Regions from separate parts of the Mus musculus genome. Here all the other regions are linked to region 2. The links are chromatin contacts, called in public ChIA-PET and promoter capture Hi-C maps. All regions are on one chromosome and are shown on one strand. Each heading gives the region's core, a stretch centred on a gene start, on an enhancer-like site or on the middle of the called end of the contact. The rest is flanking DNA. Distances are from core to core; before and after follow the strand shown.

Region 1 (2,819 bases), core at 153-2,652, 250 kb before region 2:
TGTTGGATAAGTCTGCTGATGGATGGAAGAGACTGGAAGAATGGATTTCTGGTTGCATGCTGTCTGGGTTGAGACATCCAACCGATGGCTGGATCTCCAGGGTTGGAGAGCAGAGGGGGTTGGAGGCAAAAAAAGAGTAGTACAGGGCATAGTGTGACCTTGGACTCCCAAGCTCAAGGAGAGAGGCCTGTGGAGAGGGACCCAGGGGATCATGAACATCTGGAAAATCTTAAGAGGCAGAGACCAAGGAGCAAGCAAGGGAAACCAGTGTGGCCAGCCAGCCAGCCATTCAGCCAGGGGTGGGATGTGGGGCCCATTTGTAACACAAGGTAATAAATATTCCAATAGGAGAAAGCAGTTTAATGGTTTCAAGGACTTGGCTGGGCACCAGGGTAGAAGATGATAGTAATTTCTCAGTGGGAATGGGATAGAAGGCAGGGAAAGGGGCTGAGGGAGATAGGGAGAAGATCCCCGAGTAGTGACAATTCAGCCAAGACTATGGCTCTGAGGAAAGGCTGAGGATGGAGGTGGGGGTCACTTACAGAAGCATACAAATGCAGAGGGGTGTGTGGGTGTTTGTCTTTTATGGATTTATTTTTTAAGGATATGACAAACTAGTAAGTGTAGCCGCCGCCACCACCACCACCACCACCACTCCATCCCCTCCAACCTTGACGGCTCTCTCTACGTGGATTTTGGCGTTTCTGAGTCGGCCCATGTGGTTAGGTCCCTTGGTGAGTCCTCGCCAGAGGAGTAGGGAATCTGCAGAGAGATGCAGAGCAGGAACACAAAGCTAGAGGCTTGGCCCAGGGACTTCTCTGACTTCAGGTGCCCGCCCTCCCTTGTCCCCACCCTATATCCAGACGCCCAACCTCCAATGCATTGCAGATTCCCCATCCCTTCCACCCTCGCGGCCTCTGCCTGAAGCCGATAGGGTGTCAGGGGTGGTGGGCCACTCTGCGCCTCACCATCAGGCGGCCGTAGGGCATCAGGAAGGGGCTCATCCAGGGTCGGGGGGACCAGGGTGCGGACGGGTTGGGGGTTCACAGTGCCCAGAGCACCGGGCATGGACGACTCGCGAGCGCTGCTTAGGTGGCGCGCAGGCAATGAGCTGTAATCCCGACGGCTGTCGCCACAGCTCGCCACCTCCGGCTTGGCGGAGGCGGGACCAGGCCATTGTAGCCTCTCAGACCGCCGGGACTCGGAGTTGCGCGGCCAGGGCCAGCGGGACGAGAAATTGGTGCGGAGCTCGGATGGCTGCGACCTCCGGAGCCAGCTACACTCGGAGCTGCCCTCCTGGCGGTACCAGGCGGCCCCGGGCCCCAGCTGCCCCGCGCTCAGGAGAAGCGCCGAGCTGACACCCTGCATGCGCCTTTAGCCAGCTCGCAGTGCCCCACAGTGCGCCTCAGCCCTGGCGCCCTCTCGGGCCCCGTCCTCTTGTTTCCCGTCTCCTAGGAGACTGTTGCCCAGGCACAATCAGACTCTGTGGAGGCCTCGATAGCTGCGTGGTGGCCTTAGGGAAGTCGAATAAGGTTTTTTTCGTAGTGATCTTGGCTCTGGACCTTACTTGCCACATACTCTTGATTTGCCAGGCACTGAGGATGGAAGAACCAAGCACTCGGGCAAACCATCAGAGCTCCTTATCTGTGCTTTGGCTCACACACTGAGGCTCCGGGGTAAGGGCTGTCAAGTGGACCCCAATCTCACAGAGCTTACAGAGTGTGGAGAAAGCCAGCAAAAGAAATAAAAAGTCGGGCGGTGGTGGTGCACGCCTTTAATCCCAGCACTTGGGAGGCAGAGGCAGGTGGATTTCTGAGTTCGAGGCCAGCCTGGTCTACAAAGTAAGTTCCAGGACAGCCAAGGCTATACAGGGAAACCCTGTCTCGAAAAGAAAAGAAAAGAAAAGAAAAGAAAAGGTGTTGGTTTAAGCACAGGGGAAAAGCAGTGAGCTGAAACTGGGAAAGGTCTTCTTGAAGGTAAGGTAGTCAGGCATATCCTCTCAGTTAAGCTGAAGGCAGAAATGCAAAGGCGATAGGAACCACCAAGGAAAGAGATGGAAGCACATTCTAGCAGTGAATGTTTATAGAGTCTCAGCAACTGCCCCATAGTGGCGAAGGATCTTTTTCTTTTTAGTTTTCAAAACAAGATCTCTCTGTAGTCTCATCTGTCCAGGAACTCAGTCTGTAGAGAGATTTGCCTGTCTCTACTGGGATTAAAGGTGTGTACCATCATGCCAACTAGAGGCTGGGAATCTTTCTTGGAGAAATTAAAGGCAGCTGGTGAGGCTTGGACCTGGTAAGGGCAGCAGATAAGCCTTGCAGGCCTGGCTGCAGGTGGCGTAAAGTCTTTGGGGATAAATAATAAAGCCAAGGTTGTGTATAGGATGACAAAGATAAGGGTCAGAGCACATTCCGCCTCTTCCACTAACTGGAAAAAGTAAAAATAAATCACTTTTACCAACTGAAGAAATGGAAAGACGCAGAAGTTATGCTTCACTCTGGCCAAGTCTGTAAGTGACCAAGGAACTCACAGAAAATGTAAACATCAGGACTCCAAGTCAGTACAAAACTTGTCTCAGCACAGCCAAGCCCAGTCCAGAGTTCTGATTCCAACACCTTTGAGACAGGGTCTCATTTACCCTAGGCAGACTTTCAACTAGACTGCGCCCATGCCTGTGTTGGGATAGAATTCATGGCAGTCTAGCAACTGAGCTACATGTTCAGCCACTTGAGCTTGCTGTGTGTGTGTTGGGGGGGAAGGAGGCTCAGAAGCATCAAATGGAGTTTTAGAGGTCAATTCTACCAGTGTCTATTCAAGCA
Region 2 (2,700 bases), core at 162-2,661:
CATTAAAGGTTGCAACGAATCCATTCCTTATTTACTTGTACCTTGGATTATGTTTCTCATGCAACATTCTGTCTGTTCAATTCCGTGTCCTCTGCTGTCTATCAATCTATCAAAGAACTGCTAAAGCCTACCGCCAAAAAGCATATCAAAGGCTGAAATGCACCAGTGATAAAACCGACCCATTACTGCTTATCTGTATCGCTTAACACCAACATTCCCTTAACTAGACAGATCAGTTATCAAAGCCTTTCTAATATTGAATCTTTAGCAACCCAAGACAGAGCAATCTATACTTTCCCAACAAGATGGACTCACAATACTCAGGAAGTTAACAATAAACTAGTGGAATATAATCTTTTCAGTTTCATGATGATCTACAGAATATCCTACTGACTGAGAATTTGGTGATTAGTCAGGGAGTAGGGCCCTAATTATTTTGGAAAGTGAGACTAAAGGCCAGTTAATTTTGAAAAGGTACAGAGAAAAAAAGCTCCATGTAGATTTATAGGGTTAATAATTAATTACATGTCTAAAGCTTATTATAACTGCTAACACTGAAATCATGATTTTGGATCTTTAGGGTAGGAGGGTTTCTTAGCAAAGTACTGAAATTGGTATCCTAAGAGGTATAAATCACTGCACACAAACTGTATCCCAGCCTCTGCACAAGAGAAGGTTTGTAACCCAGAGCTTGGGCTTAAGCTTCCTTACATACTTACACCCAACTAGGCACTCCAGAGGAAATGAAGGAAAGCCAGAGAACGCTGGATTCCCTAAAGGAAGCTGCTCATCTGTCACCCAAAGCCCAGACACCCAGCCGTGTGAGCTGTCAGTTTAACCCCAATTATACATTGCTGACATGATACTGAGACAGTGTCGACCAACTCCAGTTTCCTTGTTAACAGGAGGATGTTATTCATGACTTTCTCTAACAATGCTCTCATGCACATAGAATCTACATCCTCTGAAGATTCTCTTTAATGAAACTCTTCAGCCATTCCTTCTCCCAAATGACAACAAAAGCAACCCCACAACATAAAAACAGCTACTCATTTCCCCACGGTCCTGTGCAGTCAGTTTTTATATAAGATCCACTCTATTTGCTGTGAATGAGAGGCCACCCTCCAGTCCAGCCCCCTCACCCCCCAATTCAGGACCACCCTTGTGCACTCACTCTCAGCCTGCATGTGATTGAGATGGTATGGTAACTACCTCTGGTGACAGGGGCTTAGGCCTATGTGCAGGGGAACCCTCAGGGGAGGAGATGTTCTAGAGGAGGAAAAAGTATCTTGTTATTTATCTTCTCAGAGTCAAGAAGCAAAACAGAAAGTAACGATAAGCATGGCTGTTTGCCACACTTTTTAGGGAGGGATTTGGTGGTGAGGATGGTTAATGTTTATGCATATGGTAAATGTTTAACTGCAGAACTCACTTCCACAAAGTGGTTAGTTCAGCTAAATGCTTCCTGGTACCTTAGAAAGGACTTATAATGTTTCATGCTATCAATGAACACCTCAATTAGAACTCAGGAAAGAATTAGGTGAATCATTTTAGAGGGCTCACAGTGTTTCTTATGGTGGGGCACAACCTACTCCTTATTCTTCCTAGAGGAACTCTGTTTCTTCACCCCATACTTCCTCTGATTATAATCTTTCTTTTCTTTATTCTCTTACTAGCTTTAGGGGTATACCTGTGAACTATGATCAGTTCCTCTCAAGTGACTGTTATACACCTGCACACATCTAACAGAGTTAAAAATCCATTGTACTTACTGGATCACAAAACAAACAAAGCACCCTCCCACCCCAATACCATGTATATGTGTATTTTTTCTGTGACTTTCATAGGACAGAACATTTTGCTGAGGTAATACCTCTCTAACACATGGGAACTGGAGAGTGAGCTCTTGAGGTGATGGTGTGAAGGGTAACATGAAAGTGATGATAGCAGCTATGACAAGGACTCTGTACCAGGCACTGGGGAAAAGGGAAAGTTCTCAATATACAGACTATCAACAACTGAGGCCCAGAAAACAGACGTGGGCTATGCTATGCTAGGATATATAAATGGAGCTGCTTCAGCAAAACAAGGTGGATAGCAATGTTTTAGAATGGGGAGGGTGCTGGGTGTACAAAGCACAGGGCTCTTGTTTTCCTTCTTCTAGATTCTTTCCCCTCCTTCTCTGTGACTGTGTACCTCATCCCCTCAGTTCTAGATATGAACACGCTTCTTATTCAAGGTTTTTCCTTTCCACTTGGAGCTGGTTTTACTCCTGACACTTATTGATATTTCACTGCTACTTTATTTTTCACAAATTTTTAAAAATACTATTTTTACTTTAGGTGTACAAGTGGTTTGCCTTCCTGTGTGCCTGTGTAAAACATGCACACAATGCCAGGAAATGTCAGAAGAGGGCATTAAATCCCTAGAGACTAGAGTAACAGATAGCTGTGAGGAACCATATGGGTGTTATGGGAATTAAAAATTGGGTTCTCTGAAAGAATGGCCAGTGCTCTTAATGGCAGTCATCACTCTAGCCTGCATTTTAATATTTTTTTTTTAGCTTTTTTTGGTTTTGTTTTGGTTTTTTGAGACAGGGTTTCTCTGTGTAGCCCTGGCTGGCCTTGAACTCAGAAATCCACCTGTCTCTGCCTCCCGAGTGCTGGAATTAAAGGTGTGCGCCACCACGCCCAGCTCTTT
Region 3 (2,806 bases), core at 287-2,786, 170 kb before region 2:
TTATTGTATGCCTGAGTGAGTGGCCAATGACTGAGTCCTAGATTCCAACAGAAACCATTGAACTACACAATCAGTGCATCGCTGAAGTCTTAATGGGGAACCTCACCCTGGAACTGGGTGGGGAGATATAGGGAGAAACCTTGTGAAATGGTCATTTCCGCAGGACAAACGGCACAGGCTACACTTGGTTTCCTCATTTACTGATTCATGCAACATTAACTCAGGGCCTACTGAATGCCAGGACACAAACATGATCACAAAAATCTAGGCATTATGTTCCAAGGTTCTCAAAGGCTAACCCTCCCCCACCTCAGTTTCTGGGTGAGTAGAGACAGCAGATGGCACCAAACCCCAGGGAGCCCAGCTTAGTCTGGTACCGCTCCAATTTCTCTCAGGACTAGTTTGAACTAGTGCCTAGGACCACCAATGCAGGGCCTGCCTAACCTCCCTGACAAACACTAACTCTCAGCCTTTCCTTCCTTCTCCTGAGGCTTAACTACAAGAATGGGCAGCTCTCGTCCATCTATCGACAGCAAGTCAGCCAAGCTACACATTCAATTCCAACTCACTTCTATTTCCTACCTGCTGCTGTGCCTTTAAACACAAAACCAATTATAGGTACAAACAAGCTCAACACTTTCCAAGCCGGGTCCCTGGTGAACGCTGCCGTTCTGGCTTTGCTGCCCTGGTTCCCGAACTAGCACAGTGCCCCAAGGGACCTGGCGTCAGAGGCACGAAGGTGTCCAGAACTTAGCTCTGAAAGCCCTGGGGCCCTTGGATATGGCGGAAGCACCTACTCCCGGGAACTCCAGGAGCAGAAGGAAGTAAGGGGTAAGGGGTGGGACAAGGCCCGCGGGGCTAGAGCCCAATCTCCCGGATGCTGCGCCGCTTCCCTTTTGTCAAAGTGTAACAAGTCAAACAAGGTTTCCCTTCTGCCTCTGGCCCAGGCAGCCTCAAAGGGAACACTGCTGCCGCGGACGCTCCCCACGAACGAATGGCATGTCAATTCTCCCTGCTCCAGGGGCTCAGGAGGAGCCTAAGGCGCCTCGCCAGGGCTGCCCCTTCTCCACTGGCACTACCTCCCGGCCCCGGCCCGTACTCACCGGCCACCTCCAGTCTGGGCTCATCGCCGGGGGCGCCCGCCGGGGCTCCAACCCCGTGTGGGAGGCCGGCGATGAGAGACGGGCCGAGAAGGGGAAACCCGAACTCTCGGAAGCGAAGCTGGCCGCCCCGGCTCCTGCCCCGCACTCTCTGGCCCGGCTCCCCCGGCTTCCCGCGCTGACCCCTGCCACTCCTGGTCCCGCCGGTGCCCCAGCGTCGCAATTCCGCAAGCACCTTCGCGTTTCCCGAGCTTTTGGATCTTCTGGCCTGGGAACCCGGTGCCGCCGGGACAATGGGGGGGCTCCTGGAGGCGGCACAGGAACAGCAGCGGCGAGACCGTGGCGGCAAAGGCTGTGGCAGCGGCGGCAGCAGCAGCGACGGCGACGGCGTCCGCCAGGGTAAACGTGGTCCCGTGGCGCTGTATAGACGCACTTTCGCCACGGTTCCTCGCCGGTCTACTGAGGAGCTTGAGACCAACCTGTCGGTCTGAAAAAGATCTCTGGACACCTTAAAGGGCTCAGCAAGCGCCTCCATGTTCTAAGTGGAGTTTCTGGCGAGCGAAAGCTCAGTTTTGGGGAGTCTGAGTCCTCGGGCCGTTTGTGGCGAATCTGCGACTACGGACAGGCAGCGCGAGGCTGGGCGTGAGGAGCCCGCCCTTCTCCCCTCCCCCTCTGCCGCCGCCTGCTCCCTCCCTCCTGCTGGCGCGACTGCTGCGGTAGGGACCTGGCCTTGGTCTCCGAGGAAGGCGACTGGGAGGAACGGGGCGGGAGCGCCGGGTGGGGCGGAGTTGAGGGCAGGGCCTAGAGCCGGACGAACGCAAGGGAGCCGCAGAGGCCCGCAGATATGGTCAGGGGCGGGGCGACGTGGGAAGACTAGGCCGGCGCGGGAGGGGCTTGTGTTTAGGGGGTGGAGCTGCGGGAAAGCGGTGCCCTGATGCGACGACCGCAGCCGGAAGAGTGGGCCCGAGGGGCCCAAGTAACGAAGGGCGGAGCTTTGGGTAAGCCTGGAAGGTGGAGCTAAACTAGGGATGAAGCTACAGCTGGGAAAGCGCACCACAGTGCTGCAGGGTAAGGGCGGGACTTAGGAACGTAAGGGGCGGGGCTTCCGCTGAAATGTGAGACTGAAGGGTGACGAGGCGTGGCCCTAATGAGGGAACTGAGTTTGGGGAGGTTCCAGTGCATTCCAGTAAAACTGTAGGACTCAGATTGGCAGCGCTGGACTACAAGGTTACCGGTAGCTGATTGGAAGACGGTATCAAAACACACAGCCCATTGAATATGACTGACACCTCAAGTGTGATCGTGGGAAATTCTTCTTTGGGTTCTTCAATTGTAAACCTGGAACTCGAAAATTCTGTCAGTTCCTGGGGGTTTCAGAGAATTTGGATGTCAGGGATCATCATTGTCAAGCAGTGCTTGTAGTTTTGTCACTGAAGAGTATGATAGTCTTCCAAGATGCTAGAGTCACTGAGAACGCGGTTTATTTTCATGCGGACTTGGTATTCAGCTCCCTAAAGTGCACGTTTTCTTATGACACGTTTCCCCCGAGAAATGCCAATAAAACCAGCACTCCAAGTTGTTTCCTGGTCAAAAGGGGGGGTCTGGCGTAAAATCGGTGGTTTCTATAAAGAAATGGCTTATTGCAGCGGAGTTTCTCATTATTAAATGGGGATAATATATAGTCCCTCTGTCCCGGGGTTATGATA
Region 4 (2,700 bases), core at 180-2,679, 190 kb before region 2:
CAGCACGCCACTCCAGTGAGCAGGGCTCTGCTCCTTCCACCTGGGCACCCCAACAGACAACCCTAGCATCGTTACCCATCTTGAACTCGTTAAGGTCCTTTCTGTTTTACAAATGTCCCACCTGTAAACTGACTAATTAGTTATAAATAAAAGTGGTATGTCTTCTTTCTTTTTCTTTCTTTCTTTTCTTTCTTTTTCCCCGAGACAGGGTTTCTCTGTGTAGCCCTGGCTGACCTGGAACTCACTCTGTAGACCAGGCTGGCCTCAAACTCAGAAATCTGCCTGCCTCTGCCTGCCAAGTGCTGGGATTAAAGGCATGTGCCACCACTGCCCGGCTAGTTTTCTTTCTTTCTTTCTTTTTTAAGATTTATTTATTTATTTATTTATTTATATGTAAGGACACTGTCCCTGTCTTCAGACACACCAGAACAGGGCATCAGATCTCATTATGGATGGTTGTGAGCCACCATATGGTTGCTTGGAATTAAACTCAGGACCTCCAAAAGAGCAGTCAGTGCTCTTAACCACTGAGCCATCTCTCCAGCCGCCCCCCCCCCCCCCCCCGCTAGTTTTCATCTTTTTGTTTGTTTGTTTTTTCGAGACAGGGTTTCTCTGTATAGCCCTGGCTGTCCTGGAACTCACTTTGTAGACCAGGCTGGCCTCAAACTCAGAAATCCACCTGCCTCTGCCTCCCGAGTGCTGGGATTAAAGGCGTGTGCCACCACCCCCGGTGTAGTTTTCATCTTAAAAATAAAAAAGAAGCGGTACTGGGGATTGAACCAAGAGCCAAGTGCGTGAAAAGCAAGCACTCTTATTACTGAGTGCATCCCTCAGCTTCCCCCACTGATTTTTATTGCATGGTCCTCATAATCCTGCACAGTCATCACCTCTACTTCCTAAAGAAGGTTAAAAGGCAAACCACCGGTGCTTAGACTCCAAAATGTACTCTCATCTATTGCTCCCAACATTCTCTGTATCCCGAGTGGGCAGCACTGAGAAGTCAACATCCTAGGGAACAGTCCTCCCAAGTGCAGTCACTCACCGGAAGGACTGTCCAGAAGCTAAAACCAAGTCCAGACGCAGCTCAGAGCGTGGACACGGGATAGAGGCCCAGAGGGCCGGGCTGGAGCTTAGGGTGCGATGTCTCATGCTGCTAGGCAGCCAGGAACGGAATAACATTCGGCTAGCAGCCCCAGCCCATTACGGCACTGTCCAATCAGAACTCGACTTTCCCAAGTCCTAAAGCCTCGCACACAAGTGACCACACACACCGGGAGTGTAGCACCGTGGGTCCTAGCTTATGGGTCCGGTGTAATTTTAATTTGAGTCCCTGTTGAATGAATTTCCCTCTCCTCGTAGGAAAGCCTCTCGCACACCACCAAACCCCTAAACGCCCCACTCCGCTCTCCCGTGCAGCACGCCCCGCCTCTTCCTCCGGACGTGGCCCCGCCCCCAGGACCTCCCGGCGCGCGCCTCCTCCTCCTGCGCAGCCCTCGAGGTTTGGAAAGGCGCGCCAGTATGGTTCTTCCGGGTCCCAGTTTACTCCCACCGGAAGTAGATCCTTGCTCCCGCTTATTTGACCCTAGAGGTAGCCAATCCGAGAAGAAAGTACGAAGCACCAATGAGAACTCGGGAGTGCCGGAGTGGGCGGGCCTGTGAGGTGGGAGCGGTTGGCCTGCTGGCCTCGCTGCTTGGCGATTGGCTGCCAGAGACCCGGCTCTGCCATTTCAGGGCTTTCGGTGCAATCTCAGGGCCTGCCTGCAACTTCTCGTGCTGGCCCGCACTGGAGCCACATCATTGCGGGGCGTAGTGGTACACACCGGTCGTCCCAGAACTCGGTAGGCAGAGGCGGGAGGCACGTTTGAAGCTTAACTAGGCTGGGCTTCATGGCGAGACTCTGTCTCAAGAAATAAACCGAAAGAATCTCATCCTCCCCTGCTCAAGCCTTTCTCCACCGAGCCTCTTCTGAGGCAGTGATTTTTCAGCGCTGTCCCCTCCACGTCTTGTCAGGAGGCCCCGAATGCGCCATCTCGGGCTTCCCAGGCTTCAGAGGCCAGTCTCAGGTTTGCTCGCCCTGGCTACAGCCTGCGGCACAGCTACCCGCTCCAGTCCGAGCGTGGAGAGATGGGCTTTCTTTGGAGTTCACTCCGTCCAAATGCCAGTGTGTGGCTCTAGGCAGCCTAAGGGACCAACACAACCAGCACCAGCCACCTTGTTCCAAAAAGGACTATATCATTTATAATTTTTTAAGACAAAAAAAGAATGCTTAGGCTAAGAAATATGAACTTCAGCCGGGCAGTTATGGCGCATGACTTTAATCCCAGCACTTTGGGAGGCAGAGGCAGGCAGATTTCTGAGTTTGAGGCCAGCCTGGTCTACAGAGTGAGTTCTAGGACAGCCAGGGCAACACAGAGAAACCCTGTCTCCAAAAACAAACAAAAAAAGAAAAGAAAAAAAGAAAGAAAGAAACATGAACTTCGGACACTAGTTTGACACACTAGGGCATTTTCCATCAAGCAGAGAAATTTTCGGGTTGTGCCTAAATTATTGGACTACAGACTCAAGGGCAGGGCTGGATGCTGATTAGTGTGTGTGTGTGTGTGTCTACAGAAAGGCACAGCACACCTGCTAGAACACTATTAACCAACATCAAACAAACTGGGTCTTTTGTCTCAGTTTCATTAAGCAGTAGCTGTAAGG

The links. Promoter capture Hi-C pulls out the DNA fragments that hold promoters and counts their contacts. ChIA-PET counts read pairs in DNA pulled down with a chosen protein or histone mark.
Region 1: an RNA polymerase II ChIA-PET map of memory CD8 T cells shows a contact between it and region 2, with 35 read pairs. The contact joins the promoter of Ttll3 here to the enhancer-like site in region 2. A contact is called at or near these places in 12 of 39 promoter capture datasets (the 3T3-L1 cell line, 3T3-L1-derived adipocytes, the C10 cell line and 7 more), 3 of 484 Hi-C or Micro-C datasets (Th1 cells, centrocytes and nephron progenitors), 7 of 115 datasets of contacts at active chromatin or transcription factors (the 230-238 cell line, T-cell acute lymphoblastic leukemia, effector CD8 T cells and 4 more) and 4 of 9 other capture datasets (adipose tissue, embryonic stem cells, liver and 1 more).
Region 3: a contact with region 2 is called in an RNA polymerase II ChIA-PET map of memory CD8 T cells, with 257 read pairs. The contact joins the promoter of Brpf1 here to the enhancer-like site in region 2. A contact is called at or near these places in 19 of 39 promoter capture datasets (the 3T3-L1 cell line, 3T3-L1-derived adipocytes, the C10 cell line and 13 more), 1 of 15 datasets of contacts at CTCF or cohesin (the NIH/3T3 cell line), 18 of 484 Hi-C or Micro-C datasets (the AML12 cell line, the C2C12 cell line, the G1E-ER4 cell line and 10 more), 13 of 115 datasets of contacts at active chromatin or transcription factors (the 230-238 cell line, the NIH/3T3 cell line, the SCID.adh cell line and 9 more) and 4 of 9 other capture datasets (adipose tissue, embryonic stem cells, liver and 1 more).
Region 4: a promoter capture Hi-C map of liver shows a contact between it and region 2. The contact joins the promoter of Ogg1 here to the enhancer-like site in region 2. A contact is called at or near these places in 20 of 39 promoter capture datasets (the 3T3-L1 cell line, 3T3-L1-derived adipocytes, the C10 cell line and 11 more), 19 of 484 Hi-C or Micro-C datasets (the AML12 cell line, the C2C12 cell line, the G1E-ER4 cell line and 9 more), 4 of 115 datasets of contacts at active chromatin or transcription factors (the 230-238 cell line, bone marrow-derived macrophages, effector CD8 T cells and 1 more) and 4 of 9 other capture datasets (adipose tissue, embryonic stem cells, liver and 1 more).

Annotation. Positions count from the first base shown.
Region 1 is chr6:113,391,046-113,393,864 of GRCm38.p6, reverse strand. Ttll3 (tubulin tyrosine ligase-like family, member 3) reads right to left here and starts at 1,402. Exons shown (of 13, transcript NM_133923.7): 1 at 969-1,402; 2 at 671-762. The coding sequence starts at 1,368.
Region 2 is chr6:113,140,587-113,143,286 of GRCm38.p6, reverse strand. All of the region lies in intron 17 of Setd5 (SET domain containing 5), which reads right to left. Among named protein-coding and RNA genes, the nearest start is that of Lhfpl4, 53 kb to the left of the region's middle. Within about 2 kb of position 1,411, at least 27 of the 459 cell types and tissues checked have an H3K27ac peak or open chromatin away from gene starts, as enhancers often do. A contact at or near this core is called in extraembryonic ectoderm, liver, memory CD8 T cells and 1 more, where this site is marked.
Region 3 is chr6:113,305,867-113,308,672 of GRCm38.p6, reverse strand. Brpf1 (bromodomain and PHD finger containing, 1) reads right to left here and starts at 1,536. Exons shown (of 13, transcript NM_030178.2): 1 at 1,336-1,536.
Region 4 is chr6:113,325,705-113,328,404 of GRCm38.p6, reverse strand. It overlaps Ogg1 (8-oxoguanine DNA-glycosylase 1), which reads right to left and starts at 1,429. Exons shown (of 7, transcript NM_010957.4): 1 at 1,043-1,429; 2 at 1-40. The coding sequence starts at 1,179.